Regions from separate parts of the Mus musculus genome. Here all the other regions are linked to region 3. A link is a contact called in public ChIA-PET, Hi-C and Micro-C data. All regions are on one chromosome and are shown on one strand. Each heading gives the region's core, a stretch centred on a gene start, on an enhancer-like site or on the middle of the called end of the contact. The rest is flanking DNA. Distances are from core to core; before and after follow the strand shown.

What was found. Hi-C and Micro-C count contacts between places; a contact is called where the count stands out from the background. ChIA-PET counts read pairs in DNA pulled down with a chosen protein or histone mark.
Region 1: a contact with region 3 is called in an RNA polymerase II ChIA-PET map of memory CD8 T cells, with 21 read pairs. The contact joins the promoter of Zap70 here to the promoter of Neurl3 in region 3. A contact is called at or near these places in 2 of 39 promoter capture datasets (cranial neural crest and second pharyngeal arch cranial neural crest) and 2 of 115 datasets of contacts at active chromatin or transcription factors (effector CD8 T cells and memory CD8 T cells).
Region 2: a contact with region 3 is called in a Micro-C map of the G1E-ER4 cell line, with 4 times the contacts expected there. The contact joins the enhancer-like site here to the promoter of Neurl3 in region 3. A contact is called at or near these places in 4 of 39 promoter capture datasets (embryonic stem cells, fetal liver, hematopoietic stem and progenitor cells and 1 more), 4 of 484 Hi-C or Micro-C datasets (the G1E-ER4 cell line and group 2 innate lymphoid cells) and 2 of 115 datasets of contacts at active chromatin or transcription factors (bone marrow-derived macrophages and memory CD8 T cells).
Region 4: a Hi-C map of the G1E-ER4 cell line shows a contact between it and region 3, with 4 times the contacts expected there. The contact joins the enhancer-like site here to the promoter of Neurl3 in region 3. A contact is called at or near these places in 1 of 39 promoter capture datasets (hematopoietic stem and progenitor cells), 1 of 484 Hi-C or Micro-C datasets (the G1E-ER4 cell line) and 1 of 115 datasets of contacts at active chromatin or transcription factors (bone marrow-derived macrophages).

Annotation. Positions count from the first base shown.
Region 1 is chr1:36,759,198-36,764,061 of GRCm38.p6, forward strand. Zap70 (zeta-chain (TCR) associated protein kinase) reads left to right here and starts at 2,601. Exons shown (of 13, transcript NM_009539.3): 1 at 2,601-2,745.
Region 2 is chr1:35,859,652-35,864,146 of GRCm38.p6, forward strand. No RefSeq gene overlaps it. Among named protein-coding and RNA genes, the nearest start is that of 1110002O04Rik, 8.0 kb to the right of the region's middle. Within about 2 kb of position 2,985, at least 22 of the 459 cell types and tissues checked have an H3K27ac peak or open chromatin away from gene starts, as enhancers often do. A contact at or near this core is called in the G1E-ER4 cell line, group 2 innate lymphoid cells, hematopoietic stem and progenitor cells and 1 more, where this site is marked.
Region 3 is chr1:36,271,564-36,276,714 of GRCm38.p6, forward strand. It overlaps Neurl3 (neuralized E3 ubiquitin protein ligase 3), which reads right to left and starts at 1,862. Exons shown (of 4, transcript NM_153408.2): 1 at 1,775-1,862. The coding sequence starts at 1,802.
Region 4 is chr1:35,932,331-35,936,952 of GRCm38.p6, forward strand. No RefSeq gene overlaps it. Among named protein-coding and RNA genes, the nearest start is that of Gm33176, 7.4 kb to the right of the region's middle. Within about 2 kb of position 2,976, at least 88 of the 459 cell types and tissues checked have an H3K27ac peak or open chromatin away from gene starts, as enhancers often do. A contact at or near this core is called in the G1E-ER4 cell line, where this site is marked.

The sequences.
Region 1 (4,864 bases), core at 1,351-3,850, 490 kb after region 3:
GGTGGTTTGAAGATTGCAGAAGGAGCCAGCCGTTTGAGAAGCGCTCAAGAAGGACACACAGCAAGCGGCTGCTGTGAGTGGAGCAATCGAGCAATCGAACAATCGAGCAATCGAACAATCGAGCAATCGGTTGATTCTCCTTAGACTCAGCTTGGGTTCATTTGCAAGGATGATGACCACTTTCAATTTTCCCAGCCTCCTACGTGGTGCTTGGCAGCTTTCCGTACCCCAGAGATTCCCCTGGAGAACGCAAGAGAATTCTGGGGCTGCACAGCATAAACCAGAATGTTTTACAGGCTGTGGTTCAGCTAATCCCACAATGTCTGGCTATGAACAGGAAGTCCAAGATGCCAGTAGCTGCCCAGTCCACAAGGCTGGGTGCCTCAGCTGGCCTTCAGTGTAAGTAGGCTCTAATGCCAGTGAAGGAATAGCCATGCTGGCAGGCTGAGGGCAAGCAGGCAAAGAGCCTGCTTCCATGTCCTTGTATCTAGGCTTCCAACAGAAGGTGTGGCCCAGACTAAAGGTTTGTCTTCCTGTCTCAAGATCCAAACCAAAGACTTGTGTGTGTCTTCCTATCTCAGAGGTCTGGACTAGAAGTAGATCCACCTTCTTCAACCCAAGCAAAAAAAAAACAAAAAACAACAAACAAACAAACAAACAACCCCCCCCCCCAAAAAAAAAAAGAAAACCAAAAAAACCTTACAGGTGTGCCCTCCATTTCTGGATTGTGGTTCATTCCAGATGTAGTCCAGTTGATAAGGATAGCTATCACAGGCAGAGTTTGTTTTCAGGCCTGTTTTAATATTCACAATGGCCCCAAGAGGTAGAAACGGATGAGGGATAGAAGGCATCCTAGCCAGGCCCAGAAGGAAAGTAGCTGAGTCACTGTGTGTGTGTGTGTGTGTGTGTGTGTGTGTGTGTGTGTATGTGTGTGAGTGAGTAGGGGCAGGGGGGTGTCAATCCAGGAGGGACCCTGGTGAAAGAGGTTGTCCTTGTGGCTGGGGCTGCAGGGCAGGTGGAGGTGGTGGTGTTGGCAATCGAGTTGACCTCTCTGGAAGGCTGAGGCTCCATCTCCTCCCCTCCCAGGGCACCTGCCATATTTTTCCCACTTGAGGTCTGATGTTCCTTTAGCTATGGAGCCAAACATGGCCTGCCTAGTTTCAGCTGCCTGCGCACTCGGGCCTCTCTGGCCAGTGTGAGGCAGAGGGAGGTTTCCTAGAGGAGGCCAGGTTGCTTCTCCTCAGAGGCACACCTGGAGGTGTTGGGGCACAGGTTCAATTTTTTTCCTAGGCTCTGAGTTCACAGTTTACTGGACACCCCCCCTCCCACCAGACGCGCTGAGTTCCCTAGCATCCGGTAGCCCTTCCCTCTGAAGTTCAAAGGACGTGCCTCCCTCTTGCCACCTCATGGGACAATGCTCCTATCTGTGGCGATCTGCATCCTCTCCTCAGTGAAGCAGACATACTGCGGGCTGCAGCTATGACACTGTTTCCAGTCGCAAGCTTCTGGACACGAAGTGGGACAGGAAGGGGCTTGTGGCTTGCTGAGACCAAGATGTCCCTTCTCTGAGCACTGGAGATTCCCACCTCGGAGGAGGAGAATGCCGCCCATTTCCCCCACCCCCAACCCCCATCCCCGGCCCCTGATGCTTTCAAGTAACTGGTGTGGCTCCCAGAGACCTTGGGGCAATGCACATTTCTAGTATGATCTAGATATGTGAAGTGGTCAAGGTGGTAGACCCTTGTGGGGCTGGACTAGAGTGTATGAGTGTCGGGGGACCCCGCCTACTTGTCCCAGCTCCAGAGCCAGTTCTTCCCAGAGCTCCTGTAGAATAACCCTGCCATCGTGGCTTTTTCTAGGTGAACACCAGCCTAGCTCTGGAGTCCCAGTGGGCTCACCCCTCCCTCACCCCAGCTTTAGAGCTTTAGAGCCTGCCTCTAGGGTTCCGGCAGAGGCCTGCCCCTGGATGCTTCCAAGAAATTGGGCACTGTACTGTCTAGATTTATATCAACTTGACACGTATTATAGTTATCTGAGAGGAAACCTCAATTGAGAAAACGCTTCTATAAGGTTGCGTTGTGGGCGTCTGATGGTGGGTGGAGCCATTCCCAGGCTGGTGGTCGTGGGTTCTAGAAGAAATCAGGCTGAGCAAGCCAGTAAGCAGCAGCCCTCCATGGCCTTCGCATCAGTTCCTGCCTCCAGCTTCCTGCTCTGTTTGAGTTCCTGCTCCAACATACTTCGATAATTAGCTGTGGAAGTATAAGCCAGGTAGACCCATTCCTCCCGAACTTGCTTTGGTCACTGTGTTAATCACAGTAATAGCAACCTTATCTAGGACAGGAACACATTGGGGACCCCTCCTTTCCAGAACTTGCCCTTCCCCCAACACTCCAGGTGCCCCCCTCAGGTGGGGGCTCACTGTGGGAAGCAGCCTTTGCCCCAATCCCTGGCTGCTACAATCCCCACCTTCCTCTTGTGTTCCCGACACCCTGCGGCTGGTACTGCGTGACCCCGGAAATGTGCTCTGCCCCGCCAGGAGCATGTGGCCTGTGATTTTCCTTCCACACAGCATTTTGTTGCTTTGACGTCAACTTCAAACACGGCTCTCTTTCCTGTCTTCGCATCAAGGAAATAGGCTGAGCTGCAAAGAAAGGTGCTGGTGAGAAAAAGTGCTCTGGGGACACCAGGCCTTCCGGCTGGGCCCTGCCGTACCCTGTGAGCTGTGATAGCCTCGAGGGTGTCCAGGTGAGTGGCCACCCTTTAGCCTTTGGTGGAGGGAGTGTGACTGGGTGTCACTCCCTTACTCTGATCTCTGTGTGAGGAGGGTGGGGTCCGCAGGGGCCTGAGGCTGGGCTTGGGTAGGCCCAAGTGGTAGGGACCTGAGACTTTGCAATCGGTGGAGCTAAGGGGCGCCCTTGGGGAAACAGGTCACCCGAGGGGTGCCGGTGTCTTTTTCTGGGTTCCTAGACTCCTGTTGGGTCGGCTCCTTGGCTTTAGAAAGCAGCACAGGCAGGCTGGTACAATAGGCCTGTGAGCTTGGACAACAGAATGTCAGTAGCTCTGGAGAGGGGCTCGAGTCAGGCTCCACTCGGAGTCAGGTCATGTTAAAGCAGGGGAAAGGAACTATCACTAGATCTCTGCTCCGTAGCTGTGTGCTCTTGACAGTTGTCTTGGCCTCTCTGAATCTGCATTTAAAAAACAGATACAGAGTTGGCTGCCTGTTAAATGCTTGCCTTGTTTGTTGGCCAAGAGGCTGGAAGAGGTATCTCAGACAGTGAGGCCTGGCAGAAAATAGCAGGGTTCCTGTGAACGGTCACAGTGACATTCATTGCTCTTGTCTTAGCTAGGACATCAAACACACAGTAGGTGTTTACTGAAGCCTTGCTGAAAGATTGGGGTCACCAAGTCCTAAGTTGGAAAATCGAAGGTGTCACCTGCTAAGGTTCCTCTGACAAACCCAAAGTTCACCTGACCTTCAGTTTTGCCTTTGCAACCCCCGCAGATGCTCTGGTGGGCCAGCAGCCTGGAGGGTGTTAAAGTTTACACTTTTTAGGGCCAGGGGCCTGGGTCCATTTAGATCTGCCTGCTCTTTATTGCTGTGTGACCTTGGGCAAGTCACCCCACCTCTCTGTGCTTTCACAGTTTCTGTATCTGACACCTCATTCAGTGTTCAGGGACATAGGTGCCATATAGTTAATAGGTTGTTAGGATGCTAATTGTTATCATTAGCTCTGGAGGGTCTCAGGCCCTGATCACAGATTCTGGAAACTTCCACGAGGCCTGCAGCATCTGAACCACCCTATACTGACCACCCCTGCTCAGGCCCAAGGACCACAGGAACGGGGTCATGCTGACCTAAAGCCAGCTGACGCCGCCTGTCCCCAGTGGGCACTAGTGTCTGGAGATGTTTTTGGTATTAACTTGGGCAATCCCGGCATGCAATGGGTAGATGTCAAGAATGCTGTCAAACACCCCTTCCCACGGCCCTTCCCTCACCATTCCTCTACTCTATGGGCACTGTCCTGGGTCGCCCCAATGTTTTCTACCTATCTTTTACTGTCCTATAGCTGGATATCTAGAGAGCAGAAGCTGCCTTGCTTAGGGGGGTCACGTCATTTCTAGAATCCAGTCAGTGGAGGCTGGGCTGGGGTTCTGACCATTCTGCGGGGTTGGAGGGACATTGCCCCATCAATTGACATATGCTCAGCGAGCTAGATTTAAGACCATCTCTGGCCCCCACCAGCCTCAAGGCCTTGGCAGTCCAAGTAGTTCGGCTGCAGTGTTGGGGTCTGCGGGGACATGGAGTCCCCGGGGACTTGGCTCAGAGCTCTACGGTCTCTTCTGCACCGTATTAGTTGGAAACATCAGTTTCTGTTGGGCCTGAGTGACTGTGGGTCAGGTTGCGTGCCTGGCATAGCTTCTCCGAGCCTCAGTTTCCCCAGATGAGGAATGGCAGTATCGGTCCCCAGGTGGCAACTGTGCTGAGGAGCAGGTTAAGTGGAGTAGATCCTAAAGGATGCCCCACAGCCTCGTAAGGAATCGCCGGCCTTGTTCTCTGTGTGGGAGGAAGCGGGGGCTAAGACAGAAAAGGGGCTGCTGTGGTCTGTGCCCGGAGGAGCCAGGCTCAGGGCAGTCATAGAAAGAGCAACAGACAGTGACCGTGAGGGCTGGGTTGTGGGAGGTGCGAGCTGAGGAAGGCTCCCCCTCCTAGGCACCTGATGCATCCTAGGAAGGATGGGGTAGGGGGGCATGGCAACATGAACTTTTCTAGCAGAGAGAGGCAGCTGGAATCCTGGCATAGAGCCAGGACAAAGGCATGGCTGGCTTTGATCCCTGAGCAGATCTTCTCACCTGTGTGCTAGAT
Region 2 (4,495 bases), core at 1,735-4,234, 410 kb before region 3:
CTTGTTGTTTGCCTTTGATTTTAAAAAGTATGAAATGTCAATTACAGCATTCCACTACATGCTGGAAACCCACACTCACCGAGTAAAGACGTTCCCTCTCTTCCTAAGTTGTTAAATGTGTATTATTCTTTTTTTGTTGTTGTTGTTTTGTTTTTTCATCTATAGCAAAATTATTAATCCTGCCCTTTGTCTTCGGGATTTTATTGGTGTGATAAAAACACCATGACCAAAGGCATCTTGAGGAGGAAAGGGTTTATTTTTTCTGTTTCCATGTAACAAACAGTACATCACTAAGGGAAGTCAGGGCAGAAACTCAAGCAGGGCAGGAACTTGGAGGCAGGGACTGAAGCAGAGGCCATGGAGGGATACTGCTTACTGGCTTGCTCCATCATGGCTTGCTCAGCTTTCTTAAAGATCCCAGGGCCATCTGCCCAGGGGTGGCACCACCCACAGTGGGCTGGTTCCTCCCCCATCAATCACTAACTTAGAAGATGCCACATAGACGCTAGCATTTTCTGGGTGGTAGTTCTCTCCTCTCAGAGATGTCTAGGTTTGTGTCTTATACTGTTACTCCACAATGCTTTCTGAGGAGCAGCTCAGCCGTAGCACAGTATTTCATTTGTTTATTGCTTGAGTTTGATTGATGTTTATTTATGTTAATGAGCATGGCTAACCTGTAATTTTCTCTACTTACATTTATTTATTTATTTATTTATTTTAATAGCAAGGTTATGCTAGCCCTACAAAATTAGCCAAGAACCACTCTCCATTTTCTTCAGAATAATTTACATACCATGGAGACTATCTGTTCCCTGATTCCTTTGAAAACTCACTCTACAGTCATCTGGCATCTCCCTCTACCCTAGAGCATCGGCTGACACTATGTATAGACTTTTTTTTTTTGCATATATATGTGTGAGGTTGTGGGGTACATGTGTGGGGTGTACTTGTACATATGTGAATATGTATGCAGAGGTCAAAGATTGATGCCAGGTGTCTTCCTGAATCTGCTTCCACTTTATTTCCTGGGGAAGGGTTCTCACTTGAACCCAGAGCTCACTGAAGTGACTAGTCTAATATCCCCCAGGGATGCCCTGTCTCTGCCCACTTTGTACTGAAATCACAGATGGGCTGGCTGCCATGCCAGCTAAGAGGGACCTGAGGACCTGAGGTCCAGCTCTGGCTAACAGTGCTTTACATACTGAGCCACCATCTCCCCAGCCCTGGTCAGACTTTTAAGCACCACTCTCATTCTCTTGATGATTTTCTGTCCATTCAGCTTTTCCATCTCGTCATGAGTCAGTTTGAGGAAGTAATACTTGTCAAGAAGTTATCTAATCGGCTACACTTGCATAAGGTTTTAGCATCCTTCGATTGATTAAAATCGCAGTTCCGTTTTTCATTTCCTCTCTCAGTGATATCTGTTCCTTGTCTTTTCTTCTTTCTACCTCTTTGGCTTACATTCATTCTTATTTATCTCATCATTGAGATAAGTCTTATTAATTAGTCATTAGTACAAGCAAAACTGTAAGTTTCTGTTTAAACACAACCACTCTCTTTTATATCTAGTACTTTTATCATAGTTCAAGTTTAAGGAACTATAGAAGTGGTCTCTGAAAGTAGAGTTTTTCAAACTCAAATTTAAATGTTTCCTATTAACATTCTTTTTTAAAAAAAATTTAGCCCATGAGTTATCCTTACATATTTTTTCACGTCCTCAAATATGTGGCTTTTGTTTATCTGTTTCCTGTTATTTTTTTTCTTTTTACTTTCTCTCTCTCTCTCTCTCTCTCTCTCTCTCTCTCTCTCTCTCTGTGTGTGTGTGTGTGTGTGTGTGTGTGTGTATACACTCGCACATGCCCATGGAAACATATATAGAAACCAAAGAAGGCTTTGTCCTGCTCTGTCTCTCTCTTGTCTTACTCTCTTAAGACAGGGTCTCTCATTGAATCTGGAACTACATATGACAGCCACCAACGAGCCCCACCAATCCTCCTGCATCCTCCCTTCACAGCACGGGGGTCACAGACACATAGAGCCACATTTGTCTTTTCTGTGTAGGTTTTTGGGAACTCAGGCTGAGCTCCTCACACTGACTTGAGCAGGCACTCGTGCCCTTCCATCGTTTGCTTTATTACTGATTTCAGCTTGTTTGTATGCTATAACATCTTTGCAATTCATTGAGATTGGCATTTGGTCTAGTAGATGATCAATATACTGTTAAGTTCCACACGTTGCTGAGATCGGTGTACTTTCCTTGTGTACACCGATACATAGTTCTCCAGTCAATTTAGCTTTATTGTGAAGTCCAAGTTGTCTGTGTGTCCTTACAGGGTTTCCATAGGCTTCACCAGAGAGATGACAAGCTCCCTCTGGGTCATTATGAATTACTTTTATATATATATATAACTGTGTCACCTTTGGCTTTGTAAATATGAAGCTGTGGTTTTAGTTGTGTATAATTTAGGATGTTCTGGTGAGTTCTTCCTATCCATTTCAAATTTTCCTCACAATTCCTTCATAATGGTGGTGGTGGTGTTCTTCTTCTTGTTTTCCTAGGGAGTGTTTTCCTGTGGACTGTCTGGGGTTTGTTTGATTGCTTATGCTTTGGTTGGTTAAAAATTTATGTGTAAAATAAATCATCTACATCTGAATGTTCATTCTTTTAACTCCACCTTTTAGTGGCTGTTTTCTGTTTTCGGTAGGAGAGCTTGGCTGCTGTGGCTATAGTGGCTGCTGATCTGTTTCGGTTTCTGTTTAGCCCCTTATCGCACAGTATTTCATGTTTTCTGTTTGGTTTTGCTTCTCTGATTTATTTTTCTCTTGCACTTTACTGTCATGGCTGACTTTTCTTGTTCCTGCTTTTATTCATTGAAAATTACACATTTTATCCATCTATAGCTACACATGATGCTGCATGCACGAGTGCGTGTGTGTGTGTGTTTTACTGGGGTTTATGCATACATGCATATGTGTGTATAGGGAGGCCAAAGGTCAACCTTGAGTGACATTCCTCAGATTTCACCAGTTTTGAGACAGACTCTCACTGGCCTGGGACTTGCCAAGTAGGCTAGGCTAGACAGCCAGGGGCCTCAGGTATCCACCTGTCTCCAACTCCTTAGTGCTGGCACAACAGACCACTCAGGAGTTCTAGGGCATGAACTCTGGGCCTCACACTGGCAAGACAAGCATCCTGCTGAGTCAGCCATCTCCCAGGCCCCACATAAAACCTGTAAAGTTGTTTTTACACATAAATTTTTAACACTTGAACTTAACAGACTTTAAATGTAACCAGCCATGCTCCAGTTCTTGGACTCTGTGAGCACTCCACGAGTGATTTCTACTTGCCATCCTCTTTTTCCTTCTGTCGATAGCCCACTGCTTCTTATCAAGCTTAGTCCTATTGATTCCCTGCTAACGGGTAGTCTGTGTCTGGTTTTGGTCATAGGCTCAATACAGGCAATGGCTCAGTCCAGTCCCTGAATGGATGGACAGTGTTGCTCCCTGGGGTGGTTTGAGTGAGATGGCTACAGGCTTGGGCATTTGAACACTCACTTGGTCCCCAGTTAGTGGTGCTGTTTGGGGATGGTCTAGGTAGTACAGCCTTGCTGAAGGAAAAATGTTGCTAACGGACTGGCTTTAAAAGCAAAAAGCTTCACCTACTTCCAATTTGTAACCTTCCTCCCTTCATCCCTCCATCTTGCTGTTTTGTGCTTGCAGCTTAGGGTGTAAGCTCTCTGCTTCCTGCTCCAGCTGCCATGCCTGAATGCTACCATGCCTTCCCATAGTAATTGCCTTAGTCAGGTTTTCTATTCCTGTACAAACATCATGACCAAGAAGCAAGTTGGGGAGGAAAGGGTTTATTCAGCTTACACTTCCATGCTGCTGTTCATCACCAAAGGAAGTCACGACTGGAACTCAAGCAGATCAGGAAGCAGGAGCTGATGCAGAGGCCATTGAGGGATGCTACTTACTGGCTTGCTTTCTTATAGAACCCAAGACTGCCAGCCCAGAGATGGTACCACCCACAAGGGGCCCTCCTTCCTTGATCATTAATTGAGAAAATGCCCCACAGCTGGATCTCATGGAGGCACTTTCCCCAACTGAAGCTCCTTTCTCTGTGTAACTCCAGCCTGTGTCAAGTTGACACCCAAACCCAGCCAGTACAGTGATAGACTACTCCTTCTGGAACCAAGTGCTGACACTCAGTTTCTTTTCTCCTTTTTATTCAAACAGGGGCCTCGGCCCATTTGATGATGATGCCCACGTGCATTGTGGGTCTTCCCATCTTAATAAGCCCAACCTGGAAACTCCACCACAAACACGCTCAGAGATTTGCCCTCTAGGTCATGTTAGAGCAGTTGTTCTCAACCTCCCTAATGCTGTGACCCTTTACTACAGTCCCTCATGCTGTGGTGACCCCCCCTCAACCATAAAATTATTTCTTGTTGCTACTTCATAACTGTAATTTTGCTACTGTTGTGAATTGCAATCT
Region 3 (5,151 bases), core at 612-3,111:
CTCTCTTCTGCATGCTCAGGCCTTGTGTCCCTCTCTGGGTGTGGCTCCCAGGAGGTACCACCACTGGCAAGCCACAAGGGGCCTCTTAAGGCCTGGACTTGCTACACGCACTCTCTCATATGGCTTGTTTGGTTATTCACTGAGCACACGACCCAGATGGAGTAGAGCTGAAGGCCACCCTTACCCTGCCAGTCTCTCAAAGGCCTGCAGGACTTTGTCCCCCACAGAAGCCGCACCTTCCCTTTACACTGAGCACGGCTTCCTGGCTTTAGAGCTGGGTCACAGTGGCACGAAAGGGGTGGACACTTTTCTTCTGCCTTCCTCCTCCTGCAGAGACTGGCAGGCATCTTGGCCCTTTGACTGAGCAACCTGACAGACCCCACTGCTGGGCTGGGCTATGGCAGAGGTGGGCACAAGCTAAACGTGGCTCTCTAATTGGGTGTGTCCTGGTTGGCAGGGTTGGCACAGGGTTCAGAGTACTGTCTATCAAGAACTAGAGAATTCCTGTTCTAGACCCCATTTTTAAGCCAGGTCCTGAGGTTCCATACAATAGAGAGGTAGTCCTTCTCCAGTGACCCCCACCTTTGTGCTACCCACTGACGGAGGCTGGCCTGGATCTAGACTGCTAGGAAGTTGGGACAGGCCAGCCATGTCTGTAGGGTCATCTCCAGGCCTGGGCAGATGAAGACAAATTATAGTCTCTGCTGCAAGGCTCTGGGGATTTTAGTGATGGATGCTCAGCCACCTGCTCCGTGATGGCCTCCTAACTGCCAGCACCTTCAGCATCAAGGTCTTTGGGATGCCAGGCACCCAGTCAGCCCTTTGCAGAATCCTGTTCTCCCCTCTGCACCCCAGCATGCAGAGCTTGGGGAAGCTCAAGAAAGGTCCCTTCCTGTCCTCCCAGCCCCAAGGAGACTGTGGGCTCAGCTACACAGTTTCAGTCCCTCTCCCTCTCCCACTCCCTCCTCCCTCCTCTCCCTCTCCCACTCCCCCCCCCCCACATCTGTACCTGTTATACCCCATCCCTTTTGGCATTGTTACTGCCCTGCCTTGAATCCAAACACAGCTGCCACAGCAGAGGTGGCTCTGGGCGTGGCCGCCCACTGTGAGCAAGCCTTGGGTGCTTGCCAAGGGCCCTACACAGGGGCACTGATTGGCTTGGGGGGGCAGGTCTAGGGTGCCTGGTCCCCGTCTCTGTTCTAAGGGGTGGCATGCTATTTCCTGCTCACTCACCAGGCCCCTCTGCTAAGGGGACACGTGACCACAGGTACTGGTGTCTCAGAGAAACTTCTTATCTCATTACTATTTAGATATCTACATTTGGAGTCCTAAAGGACAGCAGGGTGGTGGCATAGTCCCAACCTTCAGACGAGAAAAAAACCAAGAGTCCAGGGACAAAAATGACTTGTCCACATTGCCACCGACAATTTGGCAAGGCTGAAATCCCTCGTTTTTCCACCGGCCTCCTAAGCTCTCCCCTTTTCCCCACCCCAGCCTTGATTCTCCCTTATCCAGTTCCTAGATAAAGACTGCTTACAGGTAGTGGGTGGGAAGGAGGGGTGTGTATCTCCGCAGCCATCTTGGACCAGACACCCCGCTTCTGCTGGGTTCCTGGGAAGGCAGGAAGCTCTCGCCCTCGCGCAGCCCAGACCATGGAGAAACCCACTCTAGGAGCCAATGAAGTCTCTGATCTCCCCTTTCCAGACCTCCCACCTGTACTCCATGCAGTCAGGACTCCAGAAGCCAGCTCAAGGCATACGGGAAATCTACTTACTGGCCTCAGGGCTGAGGAGAGAACCCATCAGCCTGAGCTCCTCCTGGGGCACAAGTCCCTGGGTCTGAAGATGTCTGTGAAGGCCAGTGGTCAGGGTTACAAGACTCCGGAAGGTTCCCCTTTTATAGGCTGGAGCTCACGTTACAGAGTTGTTGATTAATTAGATGCTGTCACGCATGACGATATCCGGGACTTTCCCCATGACCTCTCGTGGCTCACAGTGGACTGCTGCTGCAGCAGGCTGGTCTGAGATAAGAAGGGAAGCAGGGGCTGTAACTGTGGCTGCAGCAGACGGTTTTCTGTTTGACTTCTAAGCAGCCCTTGTCTGTGAATTATAATCGCATGTTAGTAAACACCCGTGCCGCCGCCACGCCCTCCCCCACTCTCCCCAACAAAGACTTTGGTGGTCCTGGTCTGGGATGAGATCTGGGCATTGGGAGTTTCAAGAGCATGCAGGAACTTTGATTAGCAGCCGGCATGGTGTCCAACCCCACATAGAGAAGGTGCGCAGCGCTGCTGAAGGTTAACTGATTGAGCTAAATCCTAGGACCTGTGAAGGTGAGGCCGCCCAGTGGCAAGGTTGGTTTGGGGGCTTACAACCCCACCCCCACCCCACCCCCCCTCCCCGCCAGATTAGGTCTTTCTTGAGATTCCAGATCAAAGCCACAATTCTGTGACTTCTGTGGCCCCTTTAAGAAAGGAACGGGGAGGGGGGGGGGCTGGCGAGATGGCTCAGTGGTTAAGAGCGCCGACTGCTCTTCCGAAGGTCCGGAGTTCAAATCCCAGCAACCACATGGTGCCTCACAACCATCTGTAACGAAATCTGATGCCCTCTTCTGGAGTGTCTGAAGACAGCTACAGTGTACTTACATATAATAAATAAATCTTTAAAAAAAAAAAAAGAAAGAAAGGAACAGGAGCACCTGGAAATGACAGTGAGCTAGACAGGACGGGGGGGGCGGGGGGGGGGCGGGGGCGGTTCGACTGAGGAGGGAAATAGAGGGCTGGAGACCCAGGTTGTGTCTGCTGTATTACCTTATGCAGATCCCTTCCTCTTCTTGAGGTCTGATGTTCTGGTTTGGGGACCTTTTCCAGCCAGCATGTGGTGCCTAAGTGAGAAGAAGTGGCCAGGGGAAGGTGAGTGTTATCAGTGTAGCCCTGGTTACCTTAGACATTGCTGTAACCCCTGGACTTTCTTTTTCCGGCCACACCCTTGCTGAGCGCCCTTTGTCACTGCACTAGATGTATAACTTCTGCCAAGACCACAGGTAGCTGCTCTAGAGCCAGTGCCAGTCACCTGGGCCGGAGTCCTGTGGCTTCTAAAGGTTGCAGTTCCCCCGATGCCCCGGCTGGCTCAGTCTAAGAGGTTCAGGCTCCTGGCACCTCCTGGCAGGCACACCAGTCTCTGGACACTTGTGGATGCTCCTCCCTTGCTGGGTTGCTCAGGGCTGGAGCCAAGAGATCCTTGTTGATTAGCCACATCCCCCTAACAGAGGTGTGTGGTGCCCAATCAGGGTGCCTGCTCTGCAGTTTTAGCCTTTCTAGAAAATGACTGGGCTAGCTGCAGACCAGCAGGCAGGTGGTATGGTCCCCAGACAGGACCTGTAGCCTGCTCGGGCTAGCAGCCAGCAAGGCAAAGGCAAGGCCAAAGACACCCACATCCAAGTGAATTTAGCTACCCCACTGACTGGATTCAGGATGTGCCGTTCTAAACAGGCTCCCTACATTTGGGGGGTTGCAGAAACAGGAAGGCCCCCCACCTTTCTCCCATGAAGCCAGCCCCAAGCTCCTCAAGCCCTGCTTACCGTGGACATCAGGGCGGGGGAGAACTGGATCAGACTGTTCCTGCTAGGCCCCGCCCTGTTCATCACCATCCCTTCACACTCACCTCTGCCCCAGTACCTTCACTATAATTGACAGTCACTCGTGGGCTCAACTTCTGCCTCCACCCTTCAGTGCTGGTGAGATGGCCCTGACCTGCTGCTAAGTCTGACCCAGGGACCCACATGGTATATGGAGAAGACTGACAGCTGCCCTCTGACCTTCACACATGTCGTGGCACATGTATGTCCACACCCACTAAACAAATCATACACACCACACACACACACAAGCTTCATGCCTGCTAGGCAAGCACCCTGCCAACTTAGCTACACCCCCAGTGGCATTTTCCTTCTTTGAAAATACTTTTATGTTTTATTCTTTGACAGTCTCATACACATATATGGTGAGGGTTTTAATCTTAAATTTTATTCTTATTATTTTAATCCTATATATTGTATGTGTCTGGCTGTAGCTCTGTGCCCCTGAGTGTGGCAGTCCTTGGAAGCCGGAACCTTTGGATTGCCTTGGGACTGGACATACAGGCAGTTGTGAGCCCAGACAACGCGGGTCCTCTGGAGGATCAGTAAAGTGCTCTGAACAACCAAACCATCTCCATGACAACCCTGTTCCTCTTGTCCCCTCCTACCCCATATGGACTCGACTCATTCTTCTTCCTTACAGGTCTCTCTCCAGCTTTCATTCCTGTTTTGTTTTTTATGGCCCACTAAGTTTAGTTTCACTTGCCTGCAGACATGTGCATGTGTGCAGGGTTACTGAATGGCTCACAGGCGACTTTCTAGTGGTTACACCCTGAACAAAGATGACTCCCCCTCCCTCAGCAGACGGTAACTACCAAGAACCTCTCCACTTGGGGTAGATCCTTGTCTGCCCATCCCCTCTCTGGGTTTTTATTTCTGGAAGGCTCCACATATCATTAAATTCACATCCATACTAAATGAATGCACTTTACAACAGAGGTGCCTGGGAACTCTTCACACCAGCCGAGTTGTGCAATCAGCCAAGGTGCACATAGGCAGATAAGGGAAATGCAGTTTCACTCAGCCATAAAGAAAGGAGTTACCATTCTCAGGGAAACGATCAGAGCTGGAGATCATCGATCATCGCGTTAAGCAAAACAAGCCGGACTCAGAAAGACAAACGTCATCAGTTTTCTCTCATATATAGAATGCAAATTTAGAAAGTAAGGTGTGTACTGCTAGGAGATGTGTCACCGATAGAGAGCTTACCCAGCATGCACCAGGTCTAGGTTCCATCCCTCCTAGTGATGGAGGAAGGAAGGGAGACAATATAAGGGACTCCTTGTGGGTGATGCTTCGTTGCCTTGAGACAGATTTCACTCTTTATTCCAGGCTGGTTTGGAATTCAGAGCAATCCCCCTGCCTCAGGCTCCACATTTCTGGGGTCAAAGGTGTGAGCCACCATGCTCAGCTAGAAGGAAGTCTTTGGAAAAGGGGGGGGCTTCGAGGGAAGGGAACAGAAGGCAGTGTGAGTTAAACATGACCAAAGCACATGGCAGATGTGTGTGTTGATGG
Region 4 (4,622 bases), core at 1,726-4,225, 340 kb before region 3:
GGAAGGAAACTCAGAGGCCTTGGCCACCCAGGGCTTTGCCAGAGGAGGAAAGACAAAGGGAGCAGATGTCAATCAACAATGAGGAGCTGGTAAGATGGCTCCATGGGTAAATGCACTTTCCACACAAGCCTGATGAGCTGAGTTCGACCCCCAGAACCCATGTAAAGGTGAGAGAAGAGAACCAGCTCCACAAAGTTGTCCCCTGGTCTCTACACACGCACCCACACACATAAACAATAGTCAATGATAATACTGCCCAACTAGTAAAGTTCTAACCTTGCAAGCATGAGGCCCTGTCTTAGTTAGGGTTTTACCGATGTGAACAGACAGATACCATGACCAAGGCAACTCTTATAAAGGACAACATTTAATTGAGGTTGCCTTACAGGTTCAGAAGTTCAGTCAAGGTGGGAACATGGCAGCATTCAGGCAGGCATGGTGCAGGAGGAGCTGAGAGTTCTACATCTTCATCTGAAAGCCACTAGGAGAAGACTGCCTTCCAGGCAGCTAGGGTCTTAAAGCCCATGCCCACAATGACATGCTTCCTTCAACAAGGCCACACCTCCTTATAGTGTCACTCTGTAGGCCAAACATATTCAAACCATCACAGGCCCCAAGTTCAATTCTCAGAATCTATCTTAAAAAAAAAAAAAAAAAGACACTTATAATCACAGTCCTAAGGAGGTAGAAGCAGTAGAAGCAGGCAGATCCCAGAGGCTCGCTGGCCAGCCAGCTTATCCTATTTCATGAATTCTAGGTCAATAGGAGACCCTTGTCTCTAAAAATACAAGGTGGTGAGTAGAACCTGAGAAATGACAACTAAGTTCACTCTAACTCTTGGTCACTGAGCCAACAAGAGCAGTGAGTGACCCAACCCAATAGTCATGTGACTAAACACATGCATTTATGTATATGTATATGTGTAATGTATTATGCACATATGCATATATGCATGCTTGCACACACAAACACACACAGAGTGCAGAAAAACAAACCAAAGCTACCATGGTCCATATGCCTGCATCTAACTGAGATCACTGCTGGAAGGCTGGGGGAAGAGGGTCATTGTAGTTATCACCCAGCCCACTACCCACCTGCCGCCCAGTCAATAAAATATTTTTTATCATTTTGACAAGTGGAGTCATTTCATTCACTGCATATCAGACCCACAGTAGCTGCCGGACATCTCTGAAGGTATCCCTCGCTAACCCAGAGGTCACTGGAGGAAGGCCAGTACATCATCAGCCTGTAACACATCTCTGCCAGATCCCTAGAAATCATCCTATTGTGGTCCTGGATGGATCCCAGGGATGCTCGGAGCCACTGCAGATGCAGCCCAGGCCCTCCCTCCTCTGTCCTCAGCTGCCTTCTTCCTCTTCCCAGAAGTCTTTGTCCTCTGCCAACCTCTCACTACGGTCATGATCTCTAGGTCACTGAGCCAAACAAGAGCAGTGACCCAATCCAACTTCGCATAGTCACGTAACTAAACAATTGCTCCTTGGGCTGCGAACTGTCCTACCTGGAAACCTTGCCCATTGGACAGAGACGTGATGAGTCACTTCCATATAAGACTGCCTCCAGAGGTAGCAAAGTCTCAGAGGACATGAAGGGCTTTGACTGGGGGATGGCAGGGGGTGGGGGGAGAGAGTGTGGCTCTGGGCTGCCACAGTGGGAGGGGGCAGGTCCTCATCATCAGAGTAGGGACTTCACTTATGTGTCATATCAGTAACTATCATGTGCCTTTCATGCTTACTGAACACAGACTCTGAGAGTCTGCCTACTTATCTTGTCCTAGACTCCCGCATGTTTCAAATCTAAAACTCTCTGTCCTGAGGCAGCTTCCCTCCTACGTCTGTGACATGGAAGGAAAAAGAAAAAGCAAACCGTTAATGATGTTAAAAACATTGCTTCCTTTCTAACAGATGTCACTTTCGTTTATCCCATGATATAAAAATACCTGCAAGAAGGTGGACTCTTATCCATAGAAAGAAGAAGACCCTGAGCCAAGACATCCAGCTGATCGCCTCAACATGGCTTCCACGGTCTGTGTCTGCTGGATACCGTAAGTGGTGTTTAGGTGACACTGCCTCTTTTTGTTTCCGTCTAGGCCCACCCCACTCATCTCTCTTAGGTGTCTTAATCTCCTGACTTGATGGTGCTTTGCAGTCTGTTTAATCTGCTAGTTACCCTTTACCCTTTTACGTTTGATTGCTACGTGCTTAATAGACTCACTCATTGTTCTCCAGACTGCATCCAAAAGTGTCATGACTTGTAAAACCATAGAATGTAGGCAAGTATCCAACAAGTGTCCCCTACATGGGCAGCATGGATCTCTTGGACTCCCAGAAGCAAGTAACTCGCTCTGGGTGCCGTCAACAACAGAGGTGTATTGTCTTAAGTCTGAAGTCCAAATTCAAGGTGGTAGCAGAGCTGTCTCCATCTGGGGACCAGTTAGCCAGTCTCTCCTGTGTGTGCGTATGGGTGTACATGTGTATGTATGTGGACATCAGAGGTCATCCTCTATTCTGAGTCGGGGTCCTCTTACTGGAACCTCGGGCTCTCTGATTCCACTAGACTGGCTGCTGGCCAGCTCCAAGGATCTGCCATCTCTTCTCTTCCTCCACACTCCCCACACATTAGGGTCAAAGATGCATGTAGGCACACCTAGATTTTGTTGGGTTTGTTCCGGAAATATGTATATATCCCAGCATATATATATGCTGGGGAATCCCAACTTAGGTCCTCATGCCAGTAAGGCAGGACTTTACCCACTGAGCCACCTTCCCAGCCATGACTCTGCTCTTACTGGAGTAGGGGGCCTGCACAGTGACCTGCTTTCAGCTTAATTCATTTTAGAAGCAGCCTATGTCCAAATAAGGTCATACTCTCAGCTCTCAGCAATTAGAACTTCAGCTTGAGTGTGGGGGTGGAAGGAAGCTCAGACCACAGAAGCTGAAGTGGCTGATAACCCACTGAAGACTTCTGGGCATCCATGCAAGCTGCTGACCGCCAAGGCGGCCACTGGCTGCTCCTTACAGCCACCCAAGCAACAGTGGAGAAAAAAAAAAAAAAAAAAAAAAGGCCCTGCCAGCCAAATCCGACAGAGCTGTCATCAGTCCCCAAACAGCTCGCTCACTGCCTGCTTTGAGCTCTAAAATAACATGCTGATTTTGGAGCCAAGACTAACTTTAGTTACCAGTGATGCTGTTAGCAGGAGAAGGATAAGTCATCCCATGAGAATGGAATCCAAATGAATGAGCTAGCCCTGCGCCTCACTGGGATTCGGGCATCTTTCCCCCCTCGCAGTTTGCTGACATTGTCCTTTCTAATTTGAAACAGCCTTATAGAAACCTTTTCCTAAACATGACACATTACTATTTGGGAAATATAAAAAATAACTGATCATTCTGCTTATCCATATCCACTGTTACTTTACAAACCATCCCAAGATCCAGCAGTCTAAGGCCCCGTGATTTAACTCACCCTCACATCTGGGGAACCAGAGTGGGCCAGGGCTCAGGGGATAATCCTTCTGACCCTGAAGTTGGTGGCAGTGCTCAACAGTGCTCAGTTGGGAGCACGGATAACCCCAGGATCCAGGACATCTCTACTCTTATAGACACACTCATACGCATACCTATACAGGCACATACACTTTCCACACACATACCTTCCCATAAGCAATCTATTACACACACACACACACACACACACTCATATTTGTGCCTGTACATACATGCTTGCTCTCTCTGTCTCTGTCTCTGTCTCTCTCTCTGTCTCTCTCTCTCTCTCTCTCTCACACACACACACACACACTCGTGTATTTGAACACTTGGTTTCTACGCACACACACACACACACACACACACACACACACACTTCACTCACACAGGCACTCATGTCTCAGCCCAAGTTGACCTAGAATAAAGCCAAATATAACCTTGAACCTCTCTGGCTTTTCTGCCTCTGTCTTCTAGGTACAGGAATTACAGGCTGTATCACCACGCATGGGTTATGAGGACGTTATACATATTAGGTAAACACTCTACCAAATAAATCATGTTCTATTCAAATATATTTCCAATCCCCTTCCAGAATTAGACAATGCCAACCCTTCATGTCACTGTGAGGATAGGATGTGTTAGCCACTATGTGACATCTAGTATGTGCCGAGAGGGTGACAGCTGCTGGTGTTATAATCTTCAAGGACAATTTCATGTTCTCTCTATACTGAATTTGGCCCATGATATACACTAGAAGGGACTCATTAATTCTACCATATGTCCTAATTGGAACCACATCTGAATTACTGCCACTTGAAGGAAGAGGAAAAGCTAAAGAAAAAAGAAAGTGAAAGAGGGTGCTTTTGACTTGTTATCAGGCAAACATCTCTCCTCGCCTCCCATGATTCCTCTCCAACCGCTTGGGTTAGACTTTATCTTACAATAATCCCATGGCAGGGGACTCTGGGGACTTCTGAAAGCCTGCAAAAATGTTGTGTTATCAGTAATAGGTCAGACAAAGCATCGTTGACATATGTGTGCAGAGGCAACAGGTGAAAGCCACTGGACACCAACACCAGCTGGCAGCTGCCAGGAGAGTCTAGAAATGGAGCCTTCAGC